3 separate regions of the Mus musculus genome follow, and all the other regions are linked to region 3. A link is a contact called in public Hi-C and HiChIP or PLAC-seq data. All regions are on one chromosome and are shown on one strand. The core of a region is the stretch at or near the end of the contact, and the rest is flanking DNA. Distances in the headings are between cores, read along the strand shown.

Region 1 (3,570 bases), core at 867-3,366, 280 kb before region 3:
TCTGTAAATGGGAATAAATTAGATTTATCTCTGTGCATTTATTAGTTTCCCTTTAATTGATTTAGCTAAAATTCCTATTATACTGAAAAGGAGTTGTGAGAATAGACATTTTTCTCTCCTTTTTGTAAGCATTAAAGCTTTATTTAACTTTGTATTTTATTGGCTATTAGTTTGGCATGCAAAGGTTTTATCATGCACTTGTATGGTATTTCTGTACTTTAATTTCAAGACTTCTACTGTAAAGCAGTGTTTAATTTTACCAAGTTCTTTCTCTGCCTTTAATAAAATAATCACATGAGTTTTCACTTTATTATATTCCATGCTTCGTTATTATGCTTCTATATTTCCACCTGTTAAACTCTACATTAAGAGTTAAGAGCCAACTTGATAATACTATATAATCTTACATTTTATTTAATTCAATTTGTTATTTTTATAAGTAATTTTGTTACTGATCCTGATTTTCAGTTCTTCTTTATTTTATTAAGTGTCTGTCCTAACCTTTGACTGCCCATTTATTTATGTTATATATTATGTTATTTATTTTTATTTATCTATAGATAGTTTTATCATTTTAAAAATATAATAACCTGGTGTCTATAGTAAGAAGGCATGCCTGGGTCAAGTCTAGCTTGGCATTCCTTCTAACTTGCTTTATCTGACTTTAGTATCAGTTAGAAGATATAATAATTAAAACCAAGGAAAATAGACAGAAATCTCAGTGAATAATTATGAACACAGTCATTTAAGCTAGAAAGTGAGGAGAAGAGACCTTTGGCCTTCGAGAACTTTATGTTAGACAAAACACCCTAAAACCAAAGTAAAATATAGACACCACAGTTTTTCCTATTTCAAATTAGAACCTTGTTTGTCCAACCAGACACTAATTAATGAGAAACACCTCTAGCTGCATGAAATCCAATACCTTCGGAGAGAAATGACCTCCGTGCAGACATTCTTCCTTGAAGCTAAAGGGACGAGGTCTAGCTGCACAGACTATGGTCCATACATTTTAGGACATCAGTTTCATTCTTTCTGCTCTCTGTCTCTCTGTCATTCACATTATCACTAAATGGTTATTTTGGTGGAAAAAGGAATGCTCAATTCGAGATGGGTTCAGTTATGGTTAAGGAGGGCTATATATTATTAGTTCAGCTTCATACTACATCTGCCTGTTTAGTGTTTTTTAAAAACTTAGGTTCCACTATGGATCATGTAGAATACCGCAGGACACTGGTCTCTAGAAGAGGCATCCATTCCCAGATCACATGAATGCATACCTAGAGGACTGTGTTATATCAGTGTATAGATAGTCAGGCTTTCTAATTTACATGGTTTAATCCCAGCCCATCTCTCCCGCAGGTGCAAAATATCATGGTTTAAATGAAAATATCATTATTCCTGTGTTACTCATCTACTGCTTAAGAGATGGATGCCCTCCACGAGAGAGACCAGATAACTGGACATAACTACACACAGTATTTAAAATTCAGTGAAATGTAACCCTTAAATATGTCAGTCAAACTGAAATAGCTGATTAATTCCTATTAGTAGAATACTTGGCTCCTTATAGGAGAGACAAAGGAATATTACTTCACATACACAGGCACACAGGCCTTCTCTAGCCTCCCTTTTCCTTGTTCTACGGTGGGGAATCTCCGGCATATAATATGAGAAGAAACGAGGAGAAGTTGGACAGAAGGTACAGATATTACTGAACAGAACATACAGAAGCACTCAGCACTTGAGCCCCAGCGTAACGCAGAGGTCTTGAGAGAATGAGTTCATAAACGAACAGAGGAGGCAGCTGCTTTCCCAGTGCCAGTGCCATGCTTTCTCTCAGCGATGACAATGTGCACTGCTGGGCTTGGCCTGTAGTTGGTAACTTTCATTAATAAACCAAGTGCACCCATTCAGGAAGTACCGGGCAAGGCTCTAGGGGAAGAGATCCATTAGCATTCCACATTTATGTCGAAGAGATGGTGGAGCAAGGCCTCCTGGGTAAAGTCTTAGGAACAATTACAGCTAATTAAAAGGACAGTCCTATCAGCACCCAAACCATGTGGGAAAGGAGTTGGTGACTCAGCTTGTTATTTTGAGTCGAATCCATGCAAAGCCAAATACAGTTCTCAGAAGTCTGTCTATTAGTGTGTGTGAGGTGAGGGGCCAATCAACAGCTCAGCTTTGAAACAAAAGTGAAAGGCATTCGTAGTTACTTTCAGATCCTCTAAAAATAGCTACCATCCTCTGCCAAAGCTAATATAGACAGAATTCCCATGGAAACCCTGAGGACTACAAAGGGCAGATGTTAATTTTTTTCCCAGTTCCTATCGGTCAAATGGCTCCTGCCCGATATTTCTAATGTAGAAACATATAGAGTAAACCACAAAGGCACTGTGTTTATCAGCAGTCTGTGCGTGCTTCAAATGCTTTGCTAGAAACGTTTTAGGGAAAGAGGAGCCTGTGGCAACTTGCTTCATGTTGCCTGTTTGTGCTGGTGGTCGACTCTAGTCTACAACCAAATTTTTGCTTTTTATATTATCAGCACTGAGTATTTGTCTACCATGCATATCACAGTTCTTTGCATTGGTCTTTTTGAAGGTAGTACCTCTTTTGGGTGTGTTTATTAAGTCCTTGGGAGCTAAGAGAATTAAAGGCTGTAAGATCCAAATGGAATTTAACTGTGTGATGTTTACTTTTGAGCAGTCTAATTTTTCTTACTTTAAATTACAGGTAAAATTTCAAAAACTTAATTAAGAACTAAAATAATTGCTGTTGTATATTTCATTATTGAGATATACATTATTGTTGTATAAGATTCTTGGAGAATCTTATGATTGTGATTTAACAAATGCCAGAATAACAATTTTAACATTTTTAATGGTAAAATTGAAGAATAGAATAAAATTGCAAATTGTTTTGCAAATAGTTTTAGTATGGAATTAAATTGATTTAATAATGCTAATTTTAAAAGTAAAGTGTTAATTCTTCCATTTATTTTGCCCGTTTGTATTCTTCTTAGAAGTGTGTTTTCTAAGCTACATTATAATAATTAGCTTATCAATGTGCTCTTTAACAGGCTGCAAAGTCTTCCATATGGGTCACATGTAATCATCCTATACATAGCAAATTTGGAAGGTTAGAGTCATACTTTTGTAATTCTATAATTAAAGGATAATGAGTTTTCTTCAGTTCGTTTCCTTGCATAGTTAGTTATTTTACTCATAGTTCCTAAAGATAATTTTTCAGCAGCAACTGCAACTTTTTTTTAAATTTTATAGCAATTATGTCTTTAAATAAAATTGAGTTGCAAAGCACTAATATGTGACAGCTCAAAAAAAAAAAAAAAAAAAAGAAGCTATCCCAGTATGCTGCTTATTCAGAAACAAACCTAGAGTAAGAAAACCTCATGTTTCCACATTGTATTTTAAATTTTCTTTTTAAAATTTCTGTTTGTTTGAGTCTTTGTTTTCTCAGTGAGGCCCATGGAGGACAGGTTATGGGTCCCATATGTGGCTCACTGCTACAGCTCTGTTAGGGCAATAGCCAAGAAATGCATCCCTTACTCTA
Region 2 (3,398 bases), core at 419-2,918, 390 kb before region 3:
TGTAGACTTTCCAGAACTTCACACTCATGCACACATTAATATATCTATTAAATTGTTGTACTAAGTAAGTTGAGAAGATTATTTTTTATTAGGATGACAGTTTATAACTAGTAATGAAAACCTTTCAATTAAAATGCTAATTTTGCAATGTGTACCTAGATTATGTGAAAATAAACTGCTTAGTCCACTGGAAAAAAGTCCAAGTTTGGTTAACCCCTTCAAAATGGTGTTACATATCAAAGAGTACATCTTCAAACTTCCAGTGGAGGAAAAATAAAACCGTTCTGGAGACGCAAGCTGACCGAGCAGACAGCTGGAATTTTGGGGAAATGTCTGTGGCATTTGAGTTTATTTTTAAGGGAACGAAAAAAATTTTCCATTAAATTTTATAATGCAATAACATTTTAAAAACTTACACTCAATAAGAACATTTATAGTGCTGATGTAAAACTCCAATTATATTTTATTCATGAATTACATGAATTGCACATTTCTTTTCTCATGGCATGGATAGGATAAACAACATTTTACAAGTTTGTTCCATCACCCTAAGTCCTCCTCCTTTGCCTCAATGTATATACTCATAGTCAAATCTTTATTTTTTTTTAATTTTTCATGAGGTCCCATGTACAAACAAAACCATATGATATGTGCATTAAGACAAACATCAATCTCTGGAACATTAGAAGGAAACCCAAGTTTCTGTAATTCGTAGGTAACTTTGAAAGTCCTTGACACAGAAGCGGTGTGGGGGAGCTCCGTAGCCGTGTGTCTTTTTTAGTTATGCGTTTCTGAAGGTGAAGTTTTCATGGTGTGCTTCTTTAGACAAGTGGGAGATTAATTCCTCTGACTCATTCTCTCCAACTTCAAGTCCCACTCTTATCTCCTTTCTTTCCCTAGCTCTGCCTCGCCTTCCTCGTGTCTCCTCTGCTCTTCCCCCTCACTTTCATGCCTTTCACAGAAAGCCAGTATTGTTCGGTGATAATCACCTAAAGTAGAGAAGTCTTCCAGTATACACAATTCATCCTTTGTCTTCATCCCTTATCTTATCCAACTTGAGCTTTCCTGGATCTTTCAGACTTAATGATACATCATCGCTCTCCACCTCTCCTCTTAGCCTGGCCACTGCCAGGGACCCTGAAGGTGACAACCACATTTGCTAATGTCAAATGTACTGCGTTCCTATGTGAGGTTAACCCTGAAGACAGAGATAATGCTGCTCCAGAGGAGAACGTTCAATCTGGAAAAAAAAAAAAAAAAAAAAAAAAAAAAAGGATTCAGTTTAGCCTCATGAATTCTGAACATGGGCACTGACAAGAAGCCCCAGCTGGCAAAGGTGTTTGTTGCTCAGACTGCTGGCTTTGGTTCTAGCACACACAATTAAAAAAATTCTTAAGAAGGAAGAAAAACATGTCTTAGTTTCCTTGTTTAAATGGACTGAGGATTCTGTGGGTCCTGCTGTACTTTCTTCCCCTCATGTGGTTCACAACACGTCAGATATGTTCTCAATTTCAACTGCTGATTTTATTCACAATCAAGCTCACATATCCATCGAGATGGGCATCACAGCAGCAGTGGCTTACAGTAGTTTGTCTATTCCACAACAGTGGCTCTATCTTCCTGTAAAAAGAGAGATGTGTCCCTTGGGCTTTCATCTCTGGCTTTCAGCTGCCACAATTTCTGAATCTTCCATGTCTTAGCCTGGGTGTGATGTTTCATAACCAACCTGCGGGCTGTCAGAATCAGTGAAGCAAGCCATTTTCTGCTTGTCTTAGAAACGCTGCATGCTTTCCCTCACCCCTTCTACTTTATTATTACTTGTTTTTCCTGTAAGGATCCTTCTTTGGAAAATAGATTTTTCTTCACTATGTATTATCTTCACCGCTGCAAATGTACCTTCAATTCTAATGTGAAATTTATATCTTTAAGGTGACTTTTCTCTCATTACTACTCAGTGAGGAGGGGCTAGAGGATGACATCTGAAAGGAGATACTAAGGAGTGACCCTTTCTAATTTTTTAAAGCATAATTTGGTGACATTTTAGCAACTATATTATTTTATAGTTGTGACTGTTAGTTTAGTAAAAATAATTATTTTAAGTTATTTCATTGGGGTCAGTCCCTGAATACTGTGCTTGCTAAAACAGTATTTTATTTTCAAAGTGTAAATATAAAAAAAAAAAAATAACACTCACACCACTTAATGTGAACGAACACAAAAGAGTGTGTTCTCTTGATAGACATCTGATGTCAAAGTAAGATATTTATATTTTATGTTTCCCAAAGCAGCTATTTCTACATATACCTTACAGAAATTATTATAGGATAAAATCAAAGTATAATTATTATTTACTTAATTCTGTGGTTAAAAATGTAAATTTGAACATTAGATTATTTCATATACATTTCTTTATCCATATAGTCAATAAATATTTGGAAGATTCTTCTTGCTTCATAAAGTAAAAATAACTACATCATCTTCATACTGAGACACTTTGAAACTCAACACAAATAATTCATGTAGAATTTAGTGCAATCTCTGGCATATGACAAGCACCCAGTGATCACTATTATGTCTGAGTACATGATATAAGCATAGTTTAGAATGAGGCTCTCATGAAAACGTAATAATAATTGATATTTAAATAATTAAATCTATGTGTGTGCTTGCTGAATTTATGTGTCCCATGTGCACACAAGAGCGCACATGGGGGAGAAGAGGGGCTGAGTTCCAAGAGACTGGAGATACAGGCAGTTGTGAGTTGTCATTAGATAGGTGTGAACAGAAAGGAAATAACTGGGGATAACTTAATGGTATTTGAGATCATGTGATGTAAGAAAAGAAGTGAAAGGAAGTTGGGGTTCAGGTTACTGGGAGAGGTTGGAGCTGTTGGGGTTACCTTGAATTTGAAGAGACAGAGTCTTTGTAGTGGAGATGTGCTAAGGCTCTCTTGTGCATTGAAATAGAATCCCCCATGTTCATTTTCATTGTAACCAACTATGTTCCAGATACAGTTAAGAAATATACAGGGGCTTTAAGTAAATCATCTGCCTGTCTCTTGCATGAGGCATGAAGAATTACAAAAAGAAATCAAGGCAGCAGCACAGGAGGCTTAAGGAATATCAAGAGCATGCTGAATTAGGCAAAAAGAACATGTCAAATAATTGTAGGTGTTGAGAAAAAAATACCTTTATAGGAACTAAATGTGTGATTTAGAGGTTAGAATCCTCCAGGTAATGAAGGTAACAGCAGATTATTTGCTGCCTCTATTTATTTATTACAGCTCTGCATCAAAATCATTACATAAGCCTACTTTCCTAGTATGTTATTTTTCCTAGTATGTTATATGAAAGGTATAGAAGTGGTGATTCTATGAATAACATAAATATAATTTTCTC
Region 3 (3,752 bases), core at 1,178-3,677:
AAGTGTGTGCCACCACTGCCTGGCTGATAATTTAAAACAAACAAACAAACAAACAAAAAACATGTGGGCATCATGGCCTACACCTGTAATCCAAACAACGTAAAAGGCCAAGGCAAAAGATTTGTTTATCCCAGACTCTGGAGGTCACGATGAGAAACAGGAGGTATCATTCCCAATCTTTAAAAATATATATACATTATCAAAGTTAGTAAGGAAATATAAAGCTTTATTATAATCCAAATAGATTATGCCTTTTACTTGAAATTTATTAAGGGGCTAGAGACATGGTTCAAAAGTTAAGAACAGTCACTCCTCTTCTAGTGGACTCGAGTTTATTTCCCAGTACCCACATGGCAGCTCACAACCATCAGTAAGAGAAGAACCTGATGCCCTTTGCTGGCTTTTTCAGGTACCACACACACACATGGTGCACAGACATACCATTCAGACAATACCCATACACACAAAAAACTCAACAAATTCTCAAATCTATAAAACTGATATAATGGTCTTAAATCTTCTTTTACAATTCAACCCTGAGTATTTTAAGATATATTTAGAGGATAGTTTATCTTCTCCTGTTTTTAACCTGAAGTAAAATTCCAAATAACTTCCAGAATTATAAGACTTCAATCTTCCACTTGCCAAATCCAGTCTTCCAATGGCCATACCTTTCCTACACCTCTGAGCTAATTCTGTACCACTTTGCCCTGGAAGCCCAAGTAGCACTGGCTAGTTTACACACATGAGCATAAACACACATATTCTCATTCTCATGTTAATCCAGCAATAGTAAGTCATTCATTTCCTTGCATGTTACCTGCCTACGTGCCTTTAAATGACCATATCCCAACATAAAGCCCTGTTTCACCAAAATATTTTGTCACCTGGGAAATTCCTGTTAATTTCTAAATTCTTAACTCCTAGCTTTTCCTCTCAAAACATTTCTCCAACTCTGTAAGAGTTGCTATGCTTCTCAGCATAGTTCAGAGTGGTCCATAGCCATAGATGACCTACAACTGCGGGTGGTTTGCTCCCATGCATGCTTTGCTCCTACTCAGCCTGCAAGCTAGGTAAGAATAGGGATTCTATGTAACAGTCTATATATACCCTAGTGTATACCACATCGACTTGTTTGTAGAGGGTACACGGTAAATGTGTGAAAACGAAATGTTCTGACCATTCAATCTGAAAACAAATCAGTATGTACCTCTACTTTGTCTATATGGCATTTGTCACTGTTTGCTTTTTTTCTTGCTATTTTGTCATTGCTTCTCAATATTGATTTCTGACATCTGGGGTGTAAGCTTCCCAAGAGTGTATCTTTGTTTTATTTATAGCTTTAGTCTATGTTCAGAACAAAGTAAGTACTCTATGGCTGGAACAAAAGAAATTTGAGATAAACCTTTCAACTACATGAAATGGGTGACTAGATCCAGGGTTTGCTTTCCTGTCCTAGTGTCAAGCTTTTAAATAAATCACTATACAAGCTCAGTTCTTCCTGAACACATTAAAATATGCTGGTTCCAATTAATCTTGTAATTTAAACACTATTAAATTCCGAAACAAATTTTCACTAATTTTAGAAGGACAACAAGACAAAATAATTGAGTATTATAAGTATAACTGAGTATTATAGAGTATAGCTTTCAAAATATAAAATAAAATGAATCTTTGTTAATTTTTGCTCCTTTTAACTCGTTTTCAGTTTTCACTTTCTTTTGAGTTCTACGTCACTTCTGAATCTTAGGTACTCATGTATTTACATTATTTTCACTAGTAGTATTATCAAATATCAAAGCTTCATTAACCCTGAAGAATAATAGTATGATATGTGTCTGAAGCCACCAGTAAAAATGGATAGTTTCAGATTAAATATTAATATAATTTAAAGTCATTTAGCAATGAGAGTCATTCAGTAATGATATCTGGGGGGAGGGGCAAGGAGAGAGTCCCACATAGCATCCTATAATACCATTTGAGATCAACAGAACCTAAAGAAACTAAGATGAGTTCTTAATGCTCCTCTCTCTGATCTCATGGCAATTTCATTGGGTTTAACACACACATTTTTAGGCATGCATTTGACTTTTCTTGAGTTTCTACTCCATTCTAGATGCAGTGTTCTATTTCACCCTTGATTTTATTCAGGACTGATTTCATTAAATGAGAGAGCTAAAAGTAAGTGGAATTAGAAGTTCCATGATTCACAAAGATGATAGGATAAAAAGGGAACCTGATTAAAACAGAGGAAATGATTCAGTCTCTACTAGGGGATTGGAAAAAAACGTCCACAGGTGATAGTGACATTTAAACTAGACCGACAAGACAAAAGTTGTCGTTAGGCTGACGAAGTTCTAGGGAAGTGGTGGTTGAACAAAAGAACCTCAGAGGAATTTGTAACGGGGCTTTGAACTTATTTGTTTAAGTAGAGTAGTTCCTCTTTTTCTGTGGCTTTTATTATTTGTGCCCAATTGCATTCTGAAACTGTGGGATATGCTTCCCGTGTTTTAGAGTGCATACCATTCTGCATTTATGATAAAACCTCCCCCTGTGCCACTGACCCATCTGGGCCATGAGTCACCCACTTGTCAACAGGTATCTGCTCTGGGTGTGCTACCCTCTCATTGGTAATTTTGTATCCCTCTTTAGTGAAGATCCATTGCCATGGTATTATAAGACTTTTAGTCAGTTAACCCCTATTTTGTATAACTGTGTCCCTAAAACAAAAGAATAATGTTGCAGGAAATGAGTATATGTCAAGAAGAAACTGTGAAGTACTTCCCATAACGGAAAGGGTGAACATTCCCAATTTAATAAGAAAAGAAGGATTATATGTTGAGCTCATTATACCATTCATTATAATTCATCCTTTCTGAAAATAGAAAAGCACACTGAAAGTAGAGAGAAAAGTAATTACAGAATAAGACACTTTTTTTTTAAAGGAAGCTGGGGCTGGAGGATAGCCCAGCAGTTAAGAGCACTGGCTACTCTTCCAAACCTGGGTTTGATCTCAGTACCCACATGGCAGCTCACAACTGTCTGTAACTCCTGTTCCATGTGATCCACTGCAATATTCTGGCCTCTGCAGGTACCATGAATGTACATGGTACACACACAGACATGTAGGCACAACATCCATTTACATAACATAATGTTTTTTTAAAAAATTAAAGAGGGTAGAAGACAGAATCATATTTCTGTAACTATTATCACAGAATATTGTTATAATTTCTTATTAATTTTTAATTTTATTGTGTCTAATTTATAAATTTATCTTTAACTTAGGGCTGTGGATACAAAAGCCTAGTTTACAGAAGACTTGGTGCTATCTGAAGTTTTAGGCATCACCTAGGAGACTTAGAATGTCTTCCCCTTGGAGAAGATTTTGGAGTTTGTACTGGCAATGACAGACATCAACAGGAGCTCTTTTTTTTTTTTAACTGAAAATGTCTTTAATTTTTTATAGATATTTTCTTTATTTACATTTAAAATGTTATCCCCTTTCCTAGTTTCCCCTCTGAAAATCCCCTATCCCCTCCCCCACTCCCCTGCTCCCCAACCTACCCACTCCCATTCCTGGTCCTGGCATTCCCCTATACTGGGGCATAGAGCTGTCACAGGACTCTTTAAGTAGTATCATAAGCTGATCAAATTTTACTTTGAGTGTGATAACTCTGACTCTATCCTGGAGGAAAGATGAAATGGCAAAGGACCACGGGAAGGCAGACTTGTAAGAAGGTTGCTTCAAT

The links. A called contact is a pair of places that touch in the nucleus more often than the background predicts. HiChIP or PLAC-seq counts read pairs in DNA pulled down with a chosen protein or histone mark.
Region 1: a Hi-C map of the Ba/F3 cell line shows a contact between it and region 3, with 1.7 times the contacts expected there. The contact joins two enhancer-like sites. A contact is called at or near these places in 2 of 484 Hi-C or Micro-C datasets (the Ba/F3 cell line and macrophages) and 1 of 115 datasets of contacts at active chromatin or transcription factors (stem cell-derived neural progenitor cells).
Region 2: a contact with region 3 is called in an H3K27ac HiChIP or PLAC-seq map of large pre-B cells, with 4 times the contacts expected there. The contact joins two enhancer-like sites. A contact is called at or near these places in 2 of 484 Hi-C or Micro-C datasets (the 63-12 cell line and cerebral cortex) and 1 of 115 datasets of contacts at active chromatin or transcription factors (large pre-B cells).

The regions. Positions count from the first base shown.
Region 1 is chr1:21,828,682-21,832,251 of GRCm38.p6, reverse strand. The region is part of intron 1 of Kcnq5 (potassium voltage-gated channel, subfamily Q, member 5); the gene reads left to right. Among named protein-coding and RNA genes, the nearest start is that of Kcnq5, 130 kb to the left of the region's middle. Within about 2 kb of position 2,116, at least 92 of the 459 cell types and tissues checked have an H3K27ac peak or open chromatin away from gene starts, as enhancers often do. A contact at or near this core is called in the Ba/F3 cell line, where this site is marked.
Region 2 is chr1:21,939,306-21,942,703 of GRCm38.p6, reverse strand. The region is part of intron 1 of Kcnq5 (potassium voltage-gated channel, subfamily Q, member 5); the gene reads left to right. Among named protein-coding and RNA genes, the nearest start is that of Kcnq5, 21 kb to the left of the region's middle. Within about 2 kb of position 1,668, at least 16 of the 459 cell types and tissues checked have an H3K27ac peak or open chromatin away from gene starts, as enhancers often do.
Region 3 is chr1:21,553,501-21,557,252 of GRCm38.p6, reverse strand. All of the region lies in intron 2 of Kcnq5 (potassium voltage-gated channel, subfamily Q, member 5), which reads left to right. Among named protein-coding and RNA genes, the nearest start is that of Khdc1b, 170 kb to the right of the region's middle. Within about 2 kb of position 2,427, at least 35 of the 459 cell types and tissues checked have an H3K27ac peak or open chromatin away from gene starts, as enhancers often do. A contact at or near this core is called in the Ba/F3 cell line, where this site is marked.